Linked DNA regions of Mus musculus: regions 1, 2, 3, 4, 5 and 7 are each linked to region 6. Evidence: chromatin contacts called from public promoter capture Hi-C data. All regions are on one chromosome and are shown on one strand. The core of a region is the stretch at or near the end of the contact, and the rest is flanking DNA. Distances in the headings are between cores, read along the strand shown. Region 1 holds the start of Epb41l1 (erythrocyte membrane protein band 4.1 like 1). Region 2 holds the start of Tm9sf4 (transmembrane 9 superfamily protein member 4). Region 3 holds the start of Romo1 (reactive oxygen species modulator 1). Region 4 holds the start of Norad (non-coding RNA activated by DNA damage). Region 5 holds the start of Aar2 (AAR2 splicing factor homolog). Region 6 holds the start of Chmp4b (charged multivesicular body protein 4B). Region 7 holds the start of Rbm39 (RNA binding motif protein 39).

Evidence for each region. Promoter capture Hi-C pulls out the DNA fragments that hold promoters and counts their contacts.
Region 1: a promoter capture Hi-C map of liver shows a contact between it and region 6, with 4 times the contacts expected there. The contact joins the promoter of Epb41l1 here to the promoter of Chmp4b in region 6. A contact is called at or near these places in 2 of 39 promoter capture datasets (both in liver).
Region 2: a promoter capture Hi-C map of liver shows a contact between it and region 6, with 5 times the contacts expected there. The contact joins the promoter of Tm9sf4 here to the promoter of Chmp4b in region 6. A contact is called at or near these places in 7 of 39 promoter capture datasets (the 3T3-L1 cell line, the C10 cell line, hippocampal neurons and 2 more).
Region 3: a promoter capture Hi-C map of pre-B cells shows a contact between it and region 6, with 5 times the contacts expected there. The contact joins the promoter of Romo1 here to the promoter of Chmp4b in region 6. A contact is called at or near these places in 6 of 39 promoter capture datasets (3T3-L1-derived adipocytes, the HPC-7 cell line, fetal liver and 3 more) and 1 of 484 Hi-C or Micro-C datasets (B cells).
Region 4: a promoter capture Hi-C map of pre-B cells shows a contact between it and region 6, with 4 times the contacts expected there. The contact joins the promoter of Norad here to the promoter of Chmp4b in region 6. A contact is called at or near these places in 2 of 39 promoter capture datasets (liver and pre-B cells).
Region 5: a contact with region 6 is called in a promoter capture Hi-C map of pre-B cells, with 6 times the contacts expected there. The contact joins the promoter of Aar2 here to the promoter of Chmp4b in region 6. A contact is called at or near these places in 3 of 39 promoter capture datasets (the C10 cell line, liver and pre-B cells) and 2 of 484 Hi-C or Micro-C datasets (B cells and CD4 T cells).
Region 7: a promoter capture Hi-C map of pre-B cells shows a contact between it and region 6, with 5 times the contacts expected there. The contact joins the promoter of Rbm39 here to the promoter of Chmp4b in region 6. A contact is called at or near these places in 5 of 39 promoter capture datasets (the HPC-7 cell line, erythroid cells, liver and 1 more) and 1 of 115 datasets of contacts at active chromatin or transcription factors (cardiomyocytes).

Annotation. Positions count from the first base shown.
Region 1 is chr2:156,419,815-156,422,514 of GRCm38.p6, reverse strand. It overlaps Epb41l1 (erythrocyte membrane protein band 4.1 like 1), which reads right to left and starts at 1,424. Exons shown (of 25, transcript NM_001368800.1): 1 at 1,216-1,424.
Region 2 is chr2:153,160,012-153,163,047 of GRCm38.p6, reverse strand. Tm9sf4 (transmembrane 9 superfamily protein member 4) reads right to left here and starts at 1,747. Exons shown (of 18, transcript NM_133847.3): 1 at 1,477-1,747. The coding sequence starts at 1,491.
Region 3 is chr2:156,142,489-156,145,407 of GRCm38.p6, reverse strand. Romo1 (reactive oxygen species modulator 1) reads right to left here and starts at 1,255. Exons shown (of 3, transcript NM_001164216.1): 1 at 1,128-1,255; 2 at 819-949. The coding sequence starts at 949. Nfs1 (nitrogen fixation gene 1 (S. cerevisiae)) reads left to right here and starts at 1,222. Exons shown (of 13, transcript NM_010911.2): 1 at 1,222-1,388; 2 at 1,950-2,041. The coding sequence starts at 1,268.
Region 4 is chr2:156,391,568-156,394,421 of GRCm38.p6, reverse strand. It overlaps Norad (non-coding RNA activated by DNA damage), which reads left to right and starts at 1,443. Exons shown (of 1, transcript NR_024329.1): 1 at 1,443-2,854. All of the region lies in intron 2 of Gm14170 (a long non-coding RNA gene), which reads left to right.
Region 5 is chr2:156,546,302-156,549,085 of GRCm38.p6, reverse strand. It overlaps Aar2 (AAR2 splicing factor homolog), which reads right to left and starts at 1,510. Exons shown (of 4, transcript NM_026661.4): 1 at 1,203-1,510.
Region 6 is chr2:154,655,521-154,658,366 of GRCm38.p6, reverse strand. Chmp4b (charged multivesicular body protein 4B) reads right to left here and starts at 1,341. Exons shown (of 5, transcript NM_029362.3): 1 at 996-1,341. The coding sequence starts at 1,185.
Region 7 is chr2:156,178,765-156,181,605 of GRCm38.p6, reverse strand. Rbm39 (RNA binding motif protein 39) reads left to right here and starts at 1,368. Exons shown (of 17, transcript NM_001291114.1): 1 at 1,368-1,719; 2 at 2,366-2,429. The coding sequence starts at 2,379.

The DNA of each region.
Region 1 (2,700 bases), core at 175-2,674, 1.8 Mb before region 6:
AGCAAAATGGCACTTCTCTTACTGTCCCCATCCTGGCTCGCCAATACACAAACAGCTTACACACTCATAAAAAAAAAAAACAAACCAGATATACCAGAACTTATCAAAACAAATGCACATATACATCCAGAGATATTTTGTTTATTCTTCATCAGTAAAATGTACAAATGCACCTAAATGCACAAGAAATATACAGGGAGAATGCACACACTCACCCAGACTAGACATGCATGCAGTGCCCAAAACATGGGGGAAGAGATACAGAAACACATCTCTCTCAAAGTATGAAGACCTTCTGAGAGGGGATTCCTTGGAGTGGGGCGCTGGCCATTTAAGATAGTGATCAGTTTTACTAGTCTTTGTAGGGTACCTAGGCTGCTGCCCTTCCGAACAGTGTCCAGGGTGAGGGTGGAGGGTACCTAACCAGGCTGGGCTGTAGCTGGCCAGGGTGATGGTCGTTACACAGCAAGGAAACATATCACAGAACCCCGCTGAGGGGCCTCTGTTGCTTCTACCCACACCCATGCCTGCGCACAGACACACCCTCTTCACACCTAATCCCCCACCCCACCCCTCACAAACACACACCCGGGATTTGAGCAGGCCACGCCCTCTGCTTCAGCTCAGCTGGGAGCCAGGCTCCACTGGCAGTAGGGCTCTCCCGTACCCCGGGTGTGGCTGCCCACCTGCCAGCAGGGAGTCTCCACTCAGCTAAGACGCCCCCGCCGCTGCTGCTACCCACTTCCTCGGCCAGTGCCGGGCTCCGGGCGACGCCAGCGCCTCGGCTGCCGCCCCCACCCCCTTCCTCCCGGCAGTGCGGAGACAAAGCCGAGCACACGCACACAGGGGCTACGCGGGTGCACACCCGCCCTCACACGCGCACACACACGGGGAGTCACACTGGCGTGCACACAGCGAAACACACACACACGAACACTCACATACACCCGCCATAGGCTTCAGCCACAAGCGAAGCCATCATCAGCATAGGCACACTGCCTCATCCAGATGTACACACTGTTACACATTGGGACACACCCTCTCTAGGCACATCTCCGGATAAGCAAACCAGGGCACACAGACCCTTACCAGATTAGTACACCACCCAGCCCCTTACTCAGATGCACACGCACGTACACACCACTTGCACCGACCCACAGACACACGCGCGTTCACATTAAACGCACACCCGGAGATGTGGACCCCGACACGTACCCGCAAAGACACGAATCGTAGCTTCGGCCACGCACGTCCTCCAGCACGCGAGCTCGGGACGTAGCAACAGCCTGCTCGGTCTCCGCGCCCTGCTAACCTGGCGGCGGCGGCGCGGCTTCCGGGAGCCGTCTGTCTGTCTGTCTCTGAGTCCCTTCGTCCAGTGGCCGCCCAGGCAGGCTCCAAGACGCTCCGGAGCTGCGCAGAAATGCCCCGCTCGCTCTCTCGCTCGCTCGCTCGTTCGCTCCCTCCCACGGCGCTCAGCCCCCTCCCCGCCCGCTCCGCACACCCCCTCTCCCCCTCTGCCCCGCCCCGCCAGCTCCCTGGGAGGAGGCGGCGGCGATCCGGGCCAGGCAGCGTCCGAAGGGTGTGCGAGTAGCGAGCGCGACCCACTGGCCCCAAGAGCCGAGCTGCCCAGGAGCAGGCGCGTCCGATCCCAGGGAGGGGAACTCGGAGGGGTGTGCGCCCCGCGAGCCCGCGCCGCTGGCTTCCCCCACGTGGGACAGACGCCCACCAGAGCCTAGGCAGAGCTCAGAGGCCGAGGCGAGCAGCGGGACCACGAAGACGAGACTCTCCACGGAGCCTCCTCTCCCTCCAGGTCCCAGCCCCGTGGGCTCGGCCTTACTCCACCTCCTAGAGAGTCGCCACCGGCACCAAGTCTGCTTCACCTCGCCTTTGACTGAGAGCTTGGCGTTCAGGCCGGTAGCCTGGGCTAACCTGGGGGACCAGCAGCACCACTGGCCTCCACTCCCTCCAGCAGGGACCTGGCCGACGCCCACTACCCTTCAGCCTCCCTCCTATTGTTCGGGCGGCCTAAGCTGCGGAGCTGTGGAGGACCACGCAGCTCTTTCCAACCAGTCTGAGGTGGCAGTCCTTTGGCACTCTTTGGAAGCAAGGGCCGAGCCCCTGGTCCCAAGACCCTGGGGACCCACAGGCCCAAGCATGCCCAAAGTCAAGCGTTTCTCTGAATTATGATTATATCCGCCCTGGACCTTACAGGCTCCTGCCGGAAGGTACTGCTTTGAACACACACGTAAAGCTAAGCATAGGAAAAGGACAAAGTAACGAAAACAGTGAACCTAGAATAGTATCCATAGAAGGTAGGGCGTCTATGGGGTTAGCTGAAGAAACTGAGCTTGGGTTCCCAGAGCAAGGGCCAGACCTCAGAAGGCCAGGAATACCAAGCCTCCTTTGTTAGACTTTGAAGGGAAGAAAAGGAAGAAGTAAATGTAAGAACTTACCGGGTTTTATTAGAGGCCTCTGCATGGGTAACAACCTAGGCAAATGACTCCAAAATGTAAACACCTTCACCTCTTGTGACCTTACCTTATCTTAAGTGGTAGCTGGGATCCACCTGAGTCTGCCCCAGGTAGCACAGAATCAAAGGCTAGGCCAGTAATTCTGGTTCTTCACTGCGGTCCCATCTCCTCCTCCCCACCCCCACCACTCTGCTACAGGATGCTAAGAGCAGATTGGAATCAAACAGCT
Region 2 (3,036 bases), core at 498-2,997, 1.5 Mb after region 6:
CACTTTAGGGATTTACCCCTCTTCATGATTCATACTGAAGTCTGTGGCCACAGAAACCAGGGAAAGCTTTGAATCTGCTTTTCCCCTAAACAGAGCCAAATATCGAACTTAGGCTCCTGGGTACGCTCAAGCAAGTGCTCCACAAAAGGGGTTACAATCCGCAAAACCTTGAACATTTTTACCTGATTTCTGGGGTTATAAACAAGGAACCTAATTTAAAAAAAAAAAAAAAAAAGTCAGCCGTCTGCTAACAGGACAGACTCCTTTCATGAATTAACCTGGCCCTGTTTAGAGAAAACCAACATCAAATAACTTAAGCAAGAATTTTCCTTCAGTAGAGTCAAATGTCACAAGCTTTTTCTCTGAGTCTTTCTTGTCATTCACTACCACGATGGAATTAATTTTATCTTCTGAGGCAGCAATGTACAAGACCACCCAGGAAAATTCACTTTCGACTTTTGTTCTCATTTCTTGGCAAACAGAATTTGAGGTGAACTTCTCTTAGAAAATCTGACCTTCAAAAACTTAATTCTGTGGTTGATAAACAGAAGTCAGCTAGTGACTCATCCTTCAGGCACAGGTATATTACCTCCACTCTCATCCACAAAGAGACTTAATTCTAGTCAGCTTCATGATAGTGACCCTTTATCTGTAAGGAGCTGTGTGGAGTGGGAGGGGGATACAGACAGGCAGGGCCAGAGGTGTTTTTAAACGGTAACCCAGGGACCACCTCCATTATAAACACAGGACTGTTTGTGAGACTATAGATTCCTGAGCATGGCCTAAGGTATTGCAATCTTTGGGAGTGATGCTCAGGAAACTATTTAAACATGCCTCCCCACCAACAACCCAAGATCCCCGTGCACAGTGGGGTTTAAGAACCAATCGGATAAAAGCACTTTAGGAGAGACAGATTTTGACAGAAAAGGCAGGAGAAGGGCAGGGCCTGGGGATGGGATGATGGGCATGGGATGCCCTGGTACAGCAGCAATCAAGCGGGATGCGCTATGGGAACCGCTGAGGGTGCAGGTAAGGACAAGGCTCGGGCTGGTGCGAGCAAGGTGGCACCCGCAGACTGGTTAGGCTGATGGGTATGTGGAGAGCTGGGTATGAACGTGAGGAGGAGGAGCGAAGGCAGAAATAACGGGGGCCTCTCGGGAGGAGACAAAGCCTGGAGGGGAAGAAATGGGAAATAGGGGTGACAAGGGGCGGGAACGAAAGCTGAAATGAGAACCGTGAAGGCATGAGCCGAAGTCTTCCTTCCAAGCGGCACCTCCCCTAAAACTCCAGGCCCTGACAAGCCTAGATGCCATGCCAAGGCTAGAGAAAGGGACTTTGTAGAGGCCGACCCAGTCAAGGGTAACCCGAGCAGGGGTTCTGGAGGAGGCTGGGAACCAGGCATGGGGCGCTGGAAGGTCCTGGGCTATCCAGGGGGGCCCTGCTCCAGCTCCGGTTCCCGGAGTCTCCTTCACTCACCATCGCCGCCGCCATCTTGGATCCACGTGTCGGCGTGATGACGTCAGCGGAAGTGGTGCTTCTGTGGTTACGGAGTGTAGCTCCACTAAGGGGACTCCTGGCTTCAGATTCTTCTGTAGTCGCAGTAGTGAGGAGGTAAAAGAAGCTTAATTTCTCCTTGGCAGATTGGCCTTGGCAGTGAGGTCTCTGACTAGGTGAAGAGAACGTACGGTGTAACTATTGGAGCCATATTGACTTCTGGCAGACCCGCTCCTCCGCCTACTCCTTTTGCATTGTGGGTAATGGGGGTGTGTGGAAATAGGCGCGCTCCCTGGATGCTTTCTTTAGTATTGGCAGAAAGAGTCGTTGCCAGGGTTACCCGGGACCTTAATTGTGAAACGGAAAGCATGGTAAACCCTCTCTGACAGCTTCTGATTTAGAGTAATTTGTAATTATATGTTTAAATATTTATTTGACTATAATATAGTCTTACTAATCGGCCGTAATAACTATGAAGGTAGGACTCTGTCTTTCCCTTACACTGCGTTTTTGTCGTCAGTGAAATGGGGCAGAGATTTCTAGATTTTTTTTTTTTTTTTTTTTTTTTGGTTTTCCGAGACAGGCTGGCCTCGAACTCAGAAATCCGCCTGCCTCTGCCTCCCGAGTGCTGGGATTAAAGGCGTGCGCCACCACGCCCAGCTCTAGATTATTTTTATAATTGGCTTATGTTAAGTATCCACTGACACAATCATATAAAGTATTCAATAAATAATTGTCATTATATAACGTATGTACATTCCTTCACACATATGGTAGGTGTCCCAAACAATATGCTTTGTTAAATGAGTGAATGAAAAGCAGAACACTTAGTGAAAGGAGACATTTTTCAATGTGGACTTCTCCATTCTAACTGGCTTAATGTATGACTTGAAGCAAGTCACTTAACCATCTTAAACTTAACTTTCCAGTATTGACTTAAAAGGGTCTGGGGAGGACTCAAAGGATCATAATGGAGAAAGACTGTTTGGTTCATATATACCACTGTAAAGTGTACAAAGAGCCAGTGCGGTCTTCTTAGATGGATCCAAAAAGCTGTTAAGAGAGTAGTAATGAGTTCTGAGGATATAGTTAATTTAGCAGATAGCCTGCCTAATCTTTAGCACTGGGACTTGTAATCCCCAAACTCAGAAGGTCCAGCAAGAAGAGTTCATGGTTATCCTGGGACATGTGAGACCTTGCCTCAGTCATCATCGTTACTATCATCTTTATCATTATCCGTGTTCAGTGGCTCACACTGGTAATTTTTGCGCTCAGGATGCTGAGGAAGGAAGGCATGGTGAGTTCAAGACCATCCTGAGCCATAAAGAGAGCCACGGGCTAAACAGAAAACTCAGCATTGCTTAAGTACTGTGCCAAAACTGGTCTTAAGATTTTTAGTTATCTCTTCTGCACCTTGGCAAGGAACAGCTGAGCTCTGACCACCACTGTGGTCAGTACTGATTACTACCGTGGTGGATTTTTTTCTGCATAAATGTCTACTAACAAGCCTCTCCTTCTTGCATGTTATGAGCATACTGGTTC
Region 3 (2,919 bases), core at 6-2,505, 1.5 Mb before region 6:
GGACCTGTGCTGAATGCTGCATTAGTTTGTAGATGCAGAGATAATGAAGTACATGGGCAAGAAAGCAGTCGTGTTTGTGCCTCTATGGTATTTTATCATTGAGTAGCCAGTTTTCTTCTAGATAATTCCTTAGTGTTTTGTTTTGTTTAACCTAGATTGAGTCAAGCGCTGCAATTTATAAACTGCATAAAGTGTAAAATGGACATTACAGACTCGGTAACTACACTTTTTAATTTATTATTTATTATTATTATTATTTATTTTGAGACGGTTTCTCTGTGTAACAGCCCTGGCTGTCTGGAACTCACATTTATATACCAGGCTAGTATCGAACTCAGGAATCTGCCACTCCGTCCAGAGTGCTGGTGGATTTAAGGTGCTCACAGCTAATGCTCGGTGGTTAACTACAGTACTTAGCACTACAATTAAACTAGTGCTGGGTAAATAGTAATTTATAAGCACAGTATCCAAATGTGATAGCAGTTTATCTCAGAGGTAGAATATTTCACTACACCTAATTCTCATCAGGCTTGCTTCATTACATGCAGTTGGGAGTTAAAACGCCATGCAACAATAATAACCCTTCGCTAAGTAATTACGACGTGCCAGATAATGTAAATCATACTAATATGATTGGCTCTTACAAAAGTGGAGGTAAGTGTCCAGTACTCCACTAAACTCAATAACACTGAACTAACAAAGGAGTCAGAAAGCCATTTTGACTTTAGAACTCAGATCCGTAAATCCTGTGCTTTCAACCTCGTCTGAGTGGGCTCTGGAGCCCTCGGAAGGCAGGAAGTTCTGTCCGCGAGGCTCACCTGAGACAGGAGAAGGTGCCGAACAGCGCCCCGGCCGCCATACCCACTGCGCAACCCATGACGAAGCCCATCTTCACGCGGTCGAAGCAGCTGGGCTGGGACTGCCCGTAGGGACCCACGGCCACCGGCATCTGCGGCGAGAGTGCTAGGACAGTGAGGGCCTGGTCACCAGCCGTGGCGTCGGCCAGGGGACGCACAGCAGGGTCACATAGCACCCGGGTCAGAAGCCAGCCCGCGGCACGCCTCCACCACCCTCGCGATGGAGGACCCCGCACGCGCGACGCAGGCCACTGTCGGGCCCCACCTCACCTCGTTCTCCGCTGCGATCGCTCAGCTCGACGTCTCACTCCGAATGCTAGGCGGAGGGCGCTCGCGGTCCGTGGGATCGCTTCCGGAGCACAGCGCAGTTACTTCCGGGAGCATGGGCTGAGGACTTGCAAGCGCCGCGGATGGTGGGCTCTGTGGCTGGGAACATGCTGCTGCGAGCCGCTTGGAGGCGGGCGTCGTTGGCGGCTACCTCCTTGGCCCTGGGAAGGTCCTCGGTGCCCACCCGGGGACTGCGCCTGCGCGGTACGTTCCCTTTCCTTTTCGTTCCCACGGTTTCTGGAGGAGCGAACCCCCTTGGGTCGGTGCTGCTAAGCACTGCATTATTGCGGATCCTACCCGCCTTGTTCCATCGCCCAGTCTCTTAAACCTTCCCGTCGCCCGGTCTCCTATTTGTTTTCGGGAGGGCCCTTACATACTGCTCCGCACTTCCCTTGAGCGGAATTCTCATCCTTCAGTTCTCTCCTGACCAAGTCTTAAAGATGCTAGATGAGCTTCCTCCTGCCGTGAACCTTTGAAGGAACCTGCGCTTTTCACTTTTCTTCTAAATGGCTTTGCTTTTTACAGCTCGTCCCACTCGGTGCTATGTAGTTTAAACATTGCCCCCGACTGCTGCTGCCCGCGCCCTTTCCAAGAACCCTGTGTCTATTACTTAACTCGATGTCTTTCAGCGCGTGTTGTTGTTTGTTTACTTTGACACTGGACCTCCGCCTTCCTTAAATTCACCTCAAAGAAGCTTTGACCATCTGTTGTTTTGTGTGCCCTTCGTCCACGGTTTCTCACTTTGCCACTGCTATCTGTTGTTAGTTGTAGATCATGGCCCCCATTCGCCTGTTCACTCAGAGGCAGAGGCAGTGCTGCGACCTCTCTACATGGACGTACAGGCCACCACTCCTCTGGTAAGGACTAACAGAGGTTCTTTGTAGGGAGGAAAGGTTAGAAGGACAAATTTCACCGACAGGCTAAAATTCATCCGACTTGAGAACTATTAAATGTGCTAGGAAAAGGAGCTGCCAGGAATCAGGAGGCTAAGATGTTAGTTTAGTAGAAAAGGCTTTACTGTTTTTTAGCTACTGACCCTGTCAGATCCTTCCAGTACAGGCATTATAACTAATAGTAATTGCTCGGGTGTTGGAGCTGGACAGTGTGGCATGGGTAGTTTGAGTGAGCTTAAGACCAGCCTAAGCCACATAGGGAGTTTCAAACCTATGTTGTTATTTTGTTTTGTTTTTAATTTTATATATACACAAGGACACTGTAGCTATGCTCAGACACTCCAGAAGAGGGCATCAGATTCCATTACAGATGGTTGTGAGCCACCATGTGGTTGCTGGGAATTGAACTCGGGACCTCTGGGAGAGCAGTCAGTGCTCTTTAACTGCTGAGCCATCTCTCCAGCCCCCTCAAACTTTTGTTTGTTTGTTTGTTTGTTTGTTAAATGTGCCAGGCATTGGTGGCACATGCCTTTAATCCCAGCATGGGGGGCGGGGGCAGAGGCTGGCAGATTTCCGAGTTCAAGGCCAGCCTGGTCTACAAAGTGAGTTCCAGGACAGCCAGGGCTATACAGAGAAACCCTGTCTCAAAAAACCCAAAAAGAAAAAAGAAAAGAAAAGTGTGTATCAGCACACCTGGCAGGCTTATAAATATGAGGTCAGATTCAACTACATAAGACCTTATCTTTCAATAAGTAAATGAAAAAATTAAAGAAAGACTTGTGGGAATTGCAGAACATTGCAGTTTGAAGTGGGCAACCTGGCAGGCTTATAAATATGAGGTC
Region 4 (2,854 bases), core at 194-2,693, 1.7 Mb before region 6:
CAGACAGTGCTCTTAACTGCTGAGCCATCTCTCCAGCCCACATGTGTGTTTGTGTTTTCGTGCGTGTGCGTATGTGAGTGTGCGTTTTAACAGAAGCTAAAGGGGCTTTGGATTCCTTATAGTTACAGGCATCTTGTGCTTCCTGATGTAGGTGCTGGGATCCAAACTCTAGTCCACTGATAGAGCAAGCACTAACTGCTGAGCCATCTCTCCAGGCCCAAGGATAGTGTTGCCATTGGCATGTTTTGTGGGGCAGAAGAGTGCTTATTACACAGCCTTGGCCAACCTGGAACTTGCTGTGTGGTTTGATCATAGTCAGTCGGATAACTGAGAGAGTGACTAACTGACCAGTGAGTGGAAGCAGTAAACAACAGCACACATTACATCCTGGAAGGATGGTATGGGGCATCATGGACTATGGGCAATGTAAAACGTACACAGTGACTATTTGGGAAATTATCCACTTAGTGTTTCTGGGAAGCAGTTCACCTCTGGGTAGCTGAAACGAAAAAGGGAACCCAGGGTCAGGAGAACTACTGTATACCATACGTCACCATCTGCTGTAAGGGCTCTCATCTCTGACCTTGTCCCTGATTCCGCTGACTTTCATGGCACATCTCAAAGCCCTTCAGTGGCTCTCATTTCTGTCTTGTATTCATTGACCAGATCCAACCCTCCTCTCTTCCCTGGCCTTAGCTCTTTGTGGAGCAGGTAAGGCCTATGTGGTCCATTTCATAGCCTGTTAACTGTTTGCTGTTCTCTTCTGTTAGGGAGGCTCTTTACACACACTCTGTGAGACTATGTTATCCCTTGCCTCCTTCAAGACTTTGTTCCAGGGGACTGGAGAGATGGCTCAGCTCAGCTGTCTATAATTCCAGTTCCAGGGCATCTAAAACTTTTACACAGACACAGATAGACAGAAACAGACAGGCAGGCAGACAGACAGACACACGCACACACACACACACCACCGTGGACAGAAACTGTGAGAGGGGTGATGTGGGGGGAGGGGTCCGATTTGCCTTCTTAGCCTCATGGAATAATAAATTCTATGGGGTTGTATTTGAGTAGATAAGAGGCAAGCAGTTCACTATCTTACTAGGTAATTAGTTTATAACACCACTTCTAGTGAGACTAGTGTAGTACTTCAGGCCCTTAGGCGTTTGCCTATAATTATTTTTATAATGTATCACAAATTGCTGGGACTGCTAGTGTGGGCTTTTTCTTTTTTTCTTTTTCACTTTTGGCCTTTTATTCTCCCCTTGGCCTTCTAGTCTCTACAAAAGATGTAAAGAGACTTAAAGAAAAAAAGACCCCCGCCCCCAACCCCAGGCTCCCCCCCCCCCCCCCCCCCCCCGCTCCCGGCCGGAACCTTGCAGTTGGGGAAACGTTAGCTCTCCGGTGGTGTTTTTGCGGGCTTCCGGTGCCGCTCCAGCCTGGGCGAGAAGAATTGCCAAGTCAGTTCCGGCAGAGAGCGCAGCGAGCTCGGGAGTGTGGCCTTCTTCGCCCCGGGCCCCTCACGGCCTCGGCCCGCGCCGGGTGAGCCCGAGGGGCCCGGGAGCAGCCTCGGTCCCTACTCTGCGGACGCCAGGAGCCCTCGCCCTCGAGGCAGCCACCGGCTAGGCCACGCGGCCATTCCGCAGCGACTCTTGCCCTGCCAACGATGCGCCTGCATGGCGGCGGCCTCCCCGACTCCACCGGCGCCCTCTCTCCAGGGCCGGGCCCACCGAGGAGTCCCAGCCAGGCCTTCGAGGACGCCTCGAAAGTGGCGGCGAGCGTGGCATGACGGGAAGAATGGCATCCACCTGAAGGCCAAGGCTGGGCCTTCGGGGCTTCTGCGGCCTAAGGCGGCGGGTCTGAGCAAGAACACTCTGCCATCGCCGGCTCGGGACGGGAGGCCCACCCGTGGCCGAGCACGCAGACCTGGATGAACCGAGGCCTCGATGGGCCTGGACGAAGGTGAGCGGGGCCCCGAATCACGGCGAGAGGAACGATCGATTCTTGGGCCGCGGGTCTTCCCTCCACCCGAGAGAAGCCGAGACGCGACAACCGCAGGCGGCCATTCGGAAACGCTGTCGCCGTAGAAGTCCTGTGTATATAATATGAAAAAGCTGCTCTCAACCTTTCCCCCGACCCTTTTTAGACTTCTGGCTAAATCTGGACGTCTAACTGTAGAGATTGCCGACGCAGGGTAAAGGAGAGGTAGGAGATGACGTGAATACCCAGTCGCCATAAAAAGAAGATCGTGGACACGTCTTCTGCAAGTGATTTTGAAATGGAATTGTTTAGGCCGCCTCTAGAAAGACCCAGGAGCGACACTCGTCCCTGTTTGTTCAGTACCTTAGAGGATCCAGCAGGAGGAAGAAGAGGCCCGGAGCCAGATTGGTCGTGTGAAGAAGACGTGTCTCTCTTTTTTATCCTATTGTATTGTGTATGCATTTTAGTCCTCATTTCTTACCCCCCACACCATGTTTGCGTGTGTGCCTGTGTGTGTGTATTTGAGTGTGTTTGAAAATGCCAGGTTTTGGGGGTAATGTCTTTCTAGCTGCTCTGAAGTGCCTGCCATATTTTATAAGTAGTAAACATGCTGTAAATACCTTTTTGTTAGGATTCATTTGAATTATTGTTTGGAGAAGAAAAGCCAAACCTCTCCTGAGTTGACCGCATTGTGTTTGTGCCCTGGTTCCCAGAAGGAAATCCAGAGCTCTAAGCTACTGTGGTCCGTGAGTGGAAAGGAACCACTATCTCCCACTATCCCATTTTGTTTGGCTTTTCTTTGTACATAGTGTATGTAAAGGACAAAGGGGTCCTAATTTACAACATCTAGTCACTCTAGATGTTAAAGAGGTTGCCA
Region 5 (2,784 bases), core at 261-2,760, 1.9 Mb before region 6:
ATGTTTACTCTTTTATTTAAAACAAACAAAAAATCCTTTTACAAAAAAATATTAGGAGCACACTTCATTGTCTTTACCTAAAAAAACAGGAGAAAAGACTCTAAATTAGCACTCTTTTTCAAACTGCAAGATGTATCTTGAGTTAAGAAATCATTTTTAGCCGGGCGGTGGTGGCGCACGCCTTTAATCCCAGCACTTGGGAGGCAGAGGCAGGAGGATTTCTGAGTTCGAGGCCCAGCCTGGTCTACAAAGTGAGTTCCAGGACAGTCAGGGCTACACAGGGAAACCCTGTCTCGAAAAAACAAAACAAAACAAAACGAAAGAAAGAAAGAAAGAAAGAAGGAAGGAAATCATTTTTAGACAGAAAGCTATCTGAAATAATGAGAAAAGTTACACAGAAGCCAGAAGAGGATGCTGAATTCCCTGACACTGGAGTTAGAGGTGGGTTTAGCACCATGGCGCCCTTAGGAACTGAGTCCAGGTCCCCTGGAAGAGCAGACAAGTCTCTTAACCACCAAGTCATCTCTCCAGCACCAAGAAGAGAACTTTTAAGCTATTGGAATGCCACAAGTAACAAGGATAGGAATGGTTCCAAGAAGACATGTGCTTGTATATACATGTGATCACAGCATAAAAGTCTTGTGACTGTAGTTCACAGTAAAAAAAAAAAAAAGTCTGAAACACAAACGAATACTCTTCACAAGCCTGCAATACAGAGACAACTCCTCAGCGTATTCACCGCCTTCCAAGAGTGGAGAGTACTTGGTCCTCAATGCGTTCTCTATCTGGCTTTAGGGAATGGCCCGAAAACGCTGCATGAATTTCCCTGGGCAACTCTTCAGCTAATTTAATACCACCCCAATCCGAAGGATTGTTCTAACCACACTGGCTTCTTTCTTACCCTCACACCAGAGAAAACTCTACCCATAGCACTTGGTCACACAATTATTTTTCTTTTTTTAATCTTAGTAAAGCCTCCTCGACCCGGGACTAAGTCAAATGTTGGTGATGACACTCTGGCTACCCTGTTGCCGTTCAGTTCCAGGGACAGGTGTGTAACTTTGTGTACTTGGTTGAAGACTGTCATGCCCACAAGACTCGAGTCCCTGATGCCTAGCATACACACGAAGCTTAATTTTTTTTTTTTAACTTACGATAATATGCACTTTAAATAAAGCCAGGAAGCCGGGTAGGTGACTTACCGGAAGCCACGCAGATCCAGCTCGAGTGAGTCTCGTTCTCTGGTTACAGTTAAAGGGGTGTGGGGGGAAGTTCCTTCGGGAGCCCCAGAGACCCTGACCACGGTGTCCTCAGGGACGGGTTCTCAGGAAGAAAGGCCTCCTCAGACACCAGCTCACAAAGCCAGACTCCGCCAGCGCGATTCTGAGACAAGAAGCGAGGTGGCCCGACCACACACAAGGAAACCGGAGGCCGAAAGGCGCACCGAGGGCCGACACTCACCGTAGCACCTCAAGCTCCGGTTCCGCGGAAACGGGACGGAAGTTCGGCTGCTTTGGTGCCGGATAGGTGCTACGGAAAAAGTAGTCCGGCGGAGCCCCGAGTCTCAGAAGAAATGGCCCGTGCTTCCAGGTTCCTCACGATAAGCACTTCATTTTCTTCTTACTGTTTCGTTTTACTTCCCGAATTATAAATAACGACTTTAATTAAACTATCCACTTTATATCCCCGTCCAGAAACATACTCACCATCCACAGTCCTTTTGGTCTCAAGCAGACACGGGCTGGCCAAAGCATGGTTCAGGTGTTGGCACACAGTAGCCACAGACTGGCTCAGTCATGGTTGGTCCTCTTTAGCCACATTTCCTATGCCGGTCACCATGTCAAAAGTTCCCTATTATCTCCAAGTCCCGGCTTCCAGACACATTCATCCCTAGTTTCAGAACCAAGGCTGTTGCCTGAAGGGAGAACCAGTCCCTTCAAACGCAAACACAGCAGTTCCTCTGGAAATGACCACCCAGTGTTTTCCAGGCCTTACAGAATACAGCAGTCAAGCTATAAATGTGCACTGAGTGAGGAAACCTGACTGTCTTTTTCTTCTCTATTTCCTTAGAACCTAGCACATAGCCCTCATAAATGTACTGTGTATTTAATAACAAATCAAATGATGTGTATAGTAAATGACTATCCATAGGCCTTGCTGTATTAGTCAGGGTTCTCTAGAGTCACAAAACTTATGGGTAGTCTCTATATAGTAAGGGAATTTGTTGATGACTTACAGTCTGTAGTCCAGCTCTCCAACAATGGTGAGCAGCAGCTGTGAATGGAAATCCAAGGATCTAGCAGTTGCTCAGTCCCACAAGGCAAGCAGGTGAACAAGAGAGAGAGAGAATCTTCCTTCTTCCAATGTCCTTATGTAGGTCTCCAGCAGAAAGTGTGTGCCCAGATTAAAGGTGTGTGCCATCACACCTGGATCTGGAACTTGCTTTGTCCCACATGACTTTAAACTCAGAGATCTCCCCTGTCTTAATCTTCTCGGATTCATAACCACTATGCCTCAAGATTTCCATGCCATTATCCAGGTCAGACACTTGCATCTCCCAGCCTCCAGATTAGGGTCACTGTGAGCCTACCAATTCTGGATTGTAGTTCATTCCGGATATAGTCAAGTTGACAACCAGGAAGAGCCAGTACACTAACCTTGTGCTCAGTGGTTCTGTACATCAGAACTCCACCATGAGCCAGAGCTACTGGGAGATACATAGATACTACTTCTAATCTCCTCACTAACCATAGCCAAGATGTGACCCTCCTCTAATCTTGTACT
Region 6 (2,846 bases), core at 92-2,591:
GATTCCTAAGCCAGCCCCCCCCCCCCACCTCTCTCTATCTCTCAACTTCGGCCCACTCTCAAGGGGTGACCTGTCACGCTATGATTCATGCTCACATTGTTGTAACAAAAACACACATGAGCATTTTGACTTTCTTTACAGTCATTCACACATTTTCACATCCATCTCACTGAAGAAAACTACAAGGTACTTCCTAGACAGTTTCGATTCCTAGACAGGAAGCAAAGAAGCTTTCAAGTTCCAATCAACAACAGGACTGGGTCAACAGAGGCAGAGTCCTCGTCATTTCTGGTTCAGGAGGAACGGGGAAGTGGTGAGTCACAAGAGGGTAAGGCTTACAACACGGAAGCTCTGAGAATCACAGGGTTATCGACATCTTAGGTCTTCCAGTGGCCAGCTCCTAGCCGGTGGATGTGGAACTCAAAACTTAACAAGTACACTCAACAAGTGAACAGACAGAGCGGGTCCCAGAGGGTCTCTTCACTCCCCAGTTCTCTTTTTTCTCCATAAAGGAAGCTTCTCAAGAAGACTCCTAAGTCAGGGGCAGAAGGCAGCTCAGACGTCACCAAGGGCTCAGGAGAGGACAGAGGTGGACCAAGAAACACATAAATGATAGGGTGGGGCAAAGAAATGAACCAAGGTGGGGGTAGAGGCAGTGGCTGGGAAGATGGGTGAGGCCAAAGAGAAAAGAATACAATGGAACAGAGTGGAACAGACTGAGCAAAGTTAAAGTGCTGTGAGATCTGGGTCAGAAGAGGCCTGCCAGGGTAGGGAGAGTTTGAAGGGAGTCTGATGATGCAAGTGAACCGGCTCAAGGAGACCCAGAAGGAGTCAGATGGAAAGGGATCCCCGGCTCGGCTGGACAACGAAAGAAGTCTGGCCGGAGAGTTCCAGAGTCGAGAGAGACCCCGAAACGAGTTAGACAAAGTGGAGTCCGGGCCTGGGGAGCCTTAGGAGAGCCAGTGGAGAGTCTGATGGGGCCCCAGCCGTCTCACCGCGTTTATTTTTGGTGCCGTGCTTCTTGGCAGCCGTCAGCTCCTGTTCGATTTTCTTCTCCAGGAACTCCTGCTTCTTGCTTAACATCTCCTCCGTGTCCCGAAGCCGCTGGATGGCCTCCTGGGGGGTCGGGCCGCCCTTGCCCGCCTTACCCCCTCCAGCCCCGAACAGCTTCCCGAACACCGACATGGTTGCTGCTCGCCGCGCCGGCCTCCGGCGCCCACTCCGGCTCGGCTCGGCTCGGCTCGGCTCGGCTCCCGCGCCCACTCCCGGCCTGCCGCTCCCCGCAGCCGCAGGCCTCGCCTCCACCTCCGCCCCGCAGCTGGGCCCGGCCGCGCCACCTCCCACAGGCCCCCACGCCCGGGCCCGGCCGGCGTCAGGGCAACGCGCCGCTGACTACAGCTCCCAGAGCACCACGCGCCCGCAGCCCCTCGAGTCTAAGGGAGGACCGCGCGCTGCAAGCCGGGAGTCTGAGTTTTCCGGCTCCTGGCGTACTATGGCGCATCTTTTTAGTCTCGCAGAGGTCAAAGGGCAATGTGGCATGCTGGAAAATGTAGTCTCTTTGGAATGTGTTCCGTAGAGATGAAAGACCAGGAAGAGAAGAAATAACTATTACAAAAAGAGGGGTTCGTTGTGCTGGTCCGTGATAGAACCCTGGACCTAATTCACAGCACGGGAAGTAATAGTGATAACAACATCACTCATTTTCTATGATCTCTGGAACATAGTACTTTACAATCATAATCACATTTGATTCTTAAAGCAGTTTACAACAGATAATGCTGTTCCTATTTTGTGTGTCTGTTTTGGAACCAGACTTTCATGTAGCCTAAGCTGGCCTTGAAGTTCCTAAGGATCAGAGGCTGGCCTGTCTCTGCCTCTGAAGTGTTGGATCTGTGCTGTTCCTAATTTATATGTCAGTGAATCAAGCCCAGGAAACTGGCTGTCTAACTAGCTTACTTTACCAGACCGGTCAGTTCTCTCTACTTGGATGAGCTGTCATTCTCTTTATTCACCTAAGAGACCTTCTGAAACCTAAAATAGACTAACCACCTTGGCAGTGTAATTCAACAGCAAAGCTTCAAAATCAGCCTCGAATATTCATTTAGATACTTACTTCCTCTTGCTTTCCAAAGCTGTAAATTTGAAATTGTCACAAGTCCTCTTAAAAGAGTTTGTAAGTGAGATAGGAATATAAAGGGCCCAGCTGACTACAGGCACTCAAATAAAGATGTGTGTTTTAAACAGGACTTGGCAATTCATGCCTATAATCTCACATCTTTTGAAAGGCTGAGATAAGAGGGCTGCCATGTGGTGGCACATGCCTTTAATCCCAGAGGCAAAGGCAGAGGCAGGTAGATTTCTGAGTTATAGGCCAGCCTAGTCTACAGACTGAGTTCCAGGACAGCCAGGGCTATACAGAGAAACCCTGACTTGAAAAAACCTCCTGAATGTAATTGTATTTCTGGCACTGAAAAAAAAAAAAGAAAGAAAGAAAGAAAGAAAGAAAGAAAGAAAGAAAAAGAAAAAACCTCCTGTCTGTTTGAGTTCTGACCTGCTTTCATGATGATCAATGATATGGAAGTATAAGCTCAGTAAACCATTTCCTCCCCGAGTTGCTTTGGTCACAATAATAGTAAGACACTCTAGGAGTATAGAAAGTCATGTTTGGGGGGATTATATTAGAAAACTCAAATTTAACTTAAATACTCTTACCACACAATTGGCATCCGTCTCTGGGGAAGAATTTGAACCTACATTGGGACTCTTGGTTTTGTTGTTGTTGTTTTTTGGTTTTTTCGAGACAGGGTTTCTCTGTATAGCCCTGGCCATCTTGGAGCTCACTTTGT
Region 7 (2,841 bases), core at 119-2,618, 1.5 Mb before region 6:
CTATCAGTGATTTCATGCAGTGTGCCACATCTGAGAGAGAAAGCCAGATCAGCTAAATTTTTTGGAACTCATAAGGCTGACCTCAAATTCACAGAAATCCCCCTGCTTCTGTTTTCTGAGTGCATAACTATAGACAAGCTCTACCAGGCATGCTAGAAAAGTCACCTGCCAACTGTATTACATTGCCAGCCCCAAGAAGTTTCCTGTCATCATTCCACATGCTCTTCCTACTCCTCACGAGCTTTCAGGGAGAGTCCACCTGGACATACATCCCCTGCTAAACTTGGGAATTAGTGAATATTTGCAGTCTTGGCTAGTGTCAAGCTTATCCTTGCTACTAATTATAATATTCCCCCCTTGAGGAGGAATCGGAATATATGGAGAGCTTAATTTACTTGCTCAAGGTCACATTGTTGGAGTGGCTACACCAAGCAAGGTGTGACATTTTGGACCTTTTATACCCTCAATTATTAAGCTGCTGATAGGTTTCCAGACTGGTTTGATATTTTATTTCAAAACGTTTTCTATTATGTAAAAGTGGGAGAAAAAAAAAACCTTCCAATGATCACTCAGCTTCTCTACCACAGAATTAACCACTCCCAAATACACAAAAAGCAAACCAAATAAAATCCAACAAAAATTAAACAAAAGCGGTAAATTCACACAGTCAAAATCCTAGGGAAAAGTGAGGGGACCTTTTAAAGTCACAAACCACCCCGATTCAGAGCCCGACTAAATTCAGGGGTTAGAAAGCTACACACTGCGGTTTCTTCCCAGCCCGGCCACCGCCTCCGGTTTCCAAGGGTGTTGCGAAGCTTCACTATCGAGCCCACATCTAACTGGTGACACCAAACGACAAGAAAATCGTACTTTTTATTCCCATTCCCCTGTGTACAGCTCGTTCTTGTCTGCATGCGTTTTCACCACTGGTGGGTCTGGACACGACTGTCTTAGCCCACAGCCATATGTATTATAATAGGTTGCCTTATGGCGACCTTGACAGCCATCTGTGTGGGAGGGCGGGTGTCCGGGGTGGGGGTCGGCTCTGAGAGGGGAAACCTTCACACCCAGCGAGGAGATGACACCAGCCAGGATGACAGCAACGATGCACCACTCAGCAAGGAATCCTCCCAAAGATTGACAGTCAGGGCACCAACTGTCTTTGCCCGATAGAGGACGCACCCTCGCGAGACTTGGGTGCAGCTCTGGCGGGGGAGTCCGAGAAGCCTTTCGGAATTGGGGGAAGGGAAACTGTGATCATCTGTGGCGCAATCATTGCGCGAGATTGGGCCACGGTCGCCGGGAGCCGCGGTGAGAGATCTCGCGATAGTTCGTGCTTTCCAGTCTGGAACCCGGGGCAGTTTCTCGCGAGAGCCCGTGCTTGCGGCTCCGGGAGACCCCGGGTGTTTGTGTGTGTGTATGTGTTGGTGACTGTGAGTACGGAGGAGCAGCGGCCGCCATTTCAGGGAGCTAGCCGACGCTGTCGCAGGGGTGGATCCTGAGCTGCCGAAGCCGCTGCCCTGCTCTCCGTCGCGGGCTCCTTTAATCCCATTGTTTCTTTTAGATTCGCTTGGGCCTAGACGCCCTCGGGGCCCGATATTCGGGTTGGGCGGTACCGCGGCCTGGGCCTAGTGGCTTAACAGTAGCGACAGCAGCAGCGGCGGCGGCGGCGGCAGCCGACTTCCCGTGGCGAGCACAGGCGCGCGGAAGCCCGCACAGGTACGGGGCGTCGCGGCCGGCGGGGAGTGGGTCGCCTGCCCGAGCTGGGTGCTCCGCGATGCCGAGGCTTTTCGCCGCTTTGCTCGGCGCGCAGAGGGGGAGGGGGCCTTCCCGGTACGGTGGGGTCACCTCTCCTCGGCCGTGCCCTTCATCTCGGGCAAGGACGTCGTGGGCGTTTTTTGGTAGCGGCCGGGACCTCCGTGGGGACCTCGGTCAGATAAAGATCTGTCCTTCCGAGGGCCGGGGCTGGTCGCGACCTCCCAACATGGCGCCCGTGGAACGCCGCCGTGGTACACAACCCCTCCCAGCGGAGGGAGTCTCCCTCCGCCGCTAAAATGGCAGCGCGGGTTTTGTGCGGTGAGGAAGCGCTCCGCTGCATCCTTCCTGGGGGCGCTTTTAGCCGCTCGCGGGCGGGCTTTTGAAATTCGACCTGGAGTCCTGCTCCTGTCTTAGGTACAAGGAACGTGACACTTGGCGTACCCAAGGCAGCCTTGTCTGATGGGCGTCGCACAATTTTAGCCATCGTAGCGCTTTCAAAGGAGTTTTCTCAGGCTTTGAGGATGGGAGATCAAGGGGACATTTTATCTTATTTTATTATTTAGCAGAATTGCAGGTGTACTTACAGGACTGTCTTGTTCTTCCCCAGGCGAGTAGAGAAAATGGCAGACGATATTGATATTGAAGCCATGCTTGAGGCCCCTTACAAGAAGGTGAGAAAACACGCTAGTGAGCTTTAATATATTTCTTAATTTAGCATTATTCACGAAACTACTGCTGAAATGTAAACTAACCTTCCCGGAGCCCTCTTGATTACCTTATCAGAGATGCAATACGTGTAACTTACAAAAGTAAATATATGCTATTGATGTAATAATATTGTGCAGTAGTTTCACTTCAGCGTGATGAATAAATGCCCATCTATCTCTCTTTGTAGACTTGCCTAACGATATCTCACCTCTACTCCCATGAATTCACCTTTGATTCCAGTGTGAACTGTCAATCATAAGGTAGTAATTGAGTGACTTATCGCTGTACCGTGGTCCCCTAGGTAAAATGACTCAACTAAGAATTACCAGCTCCAGTTTGGTATAGCAAAAAGGTGAATGTAGTGGTTTGGGAAAA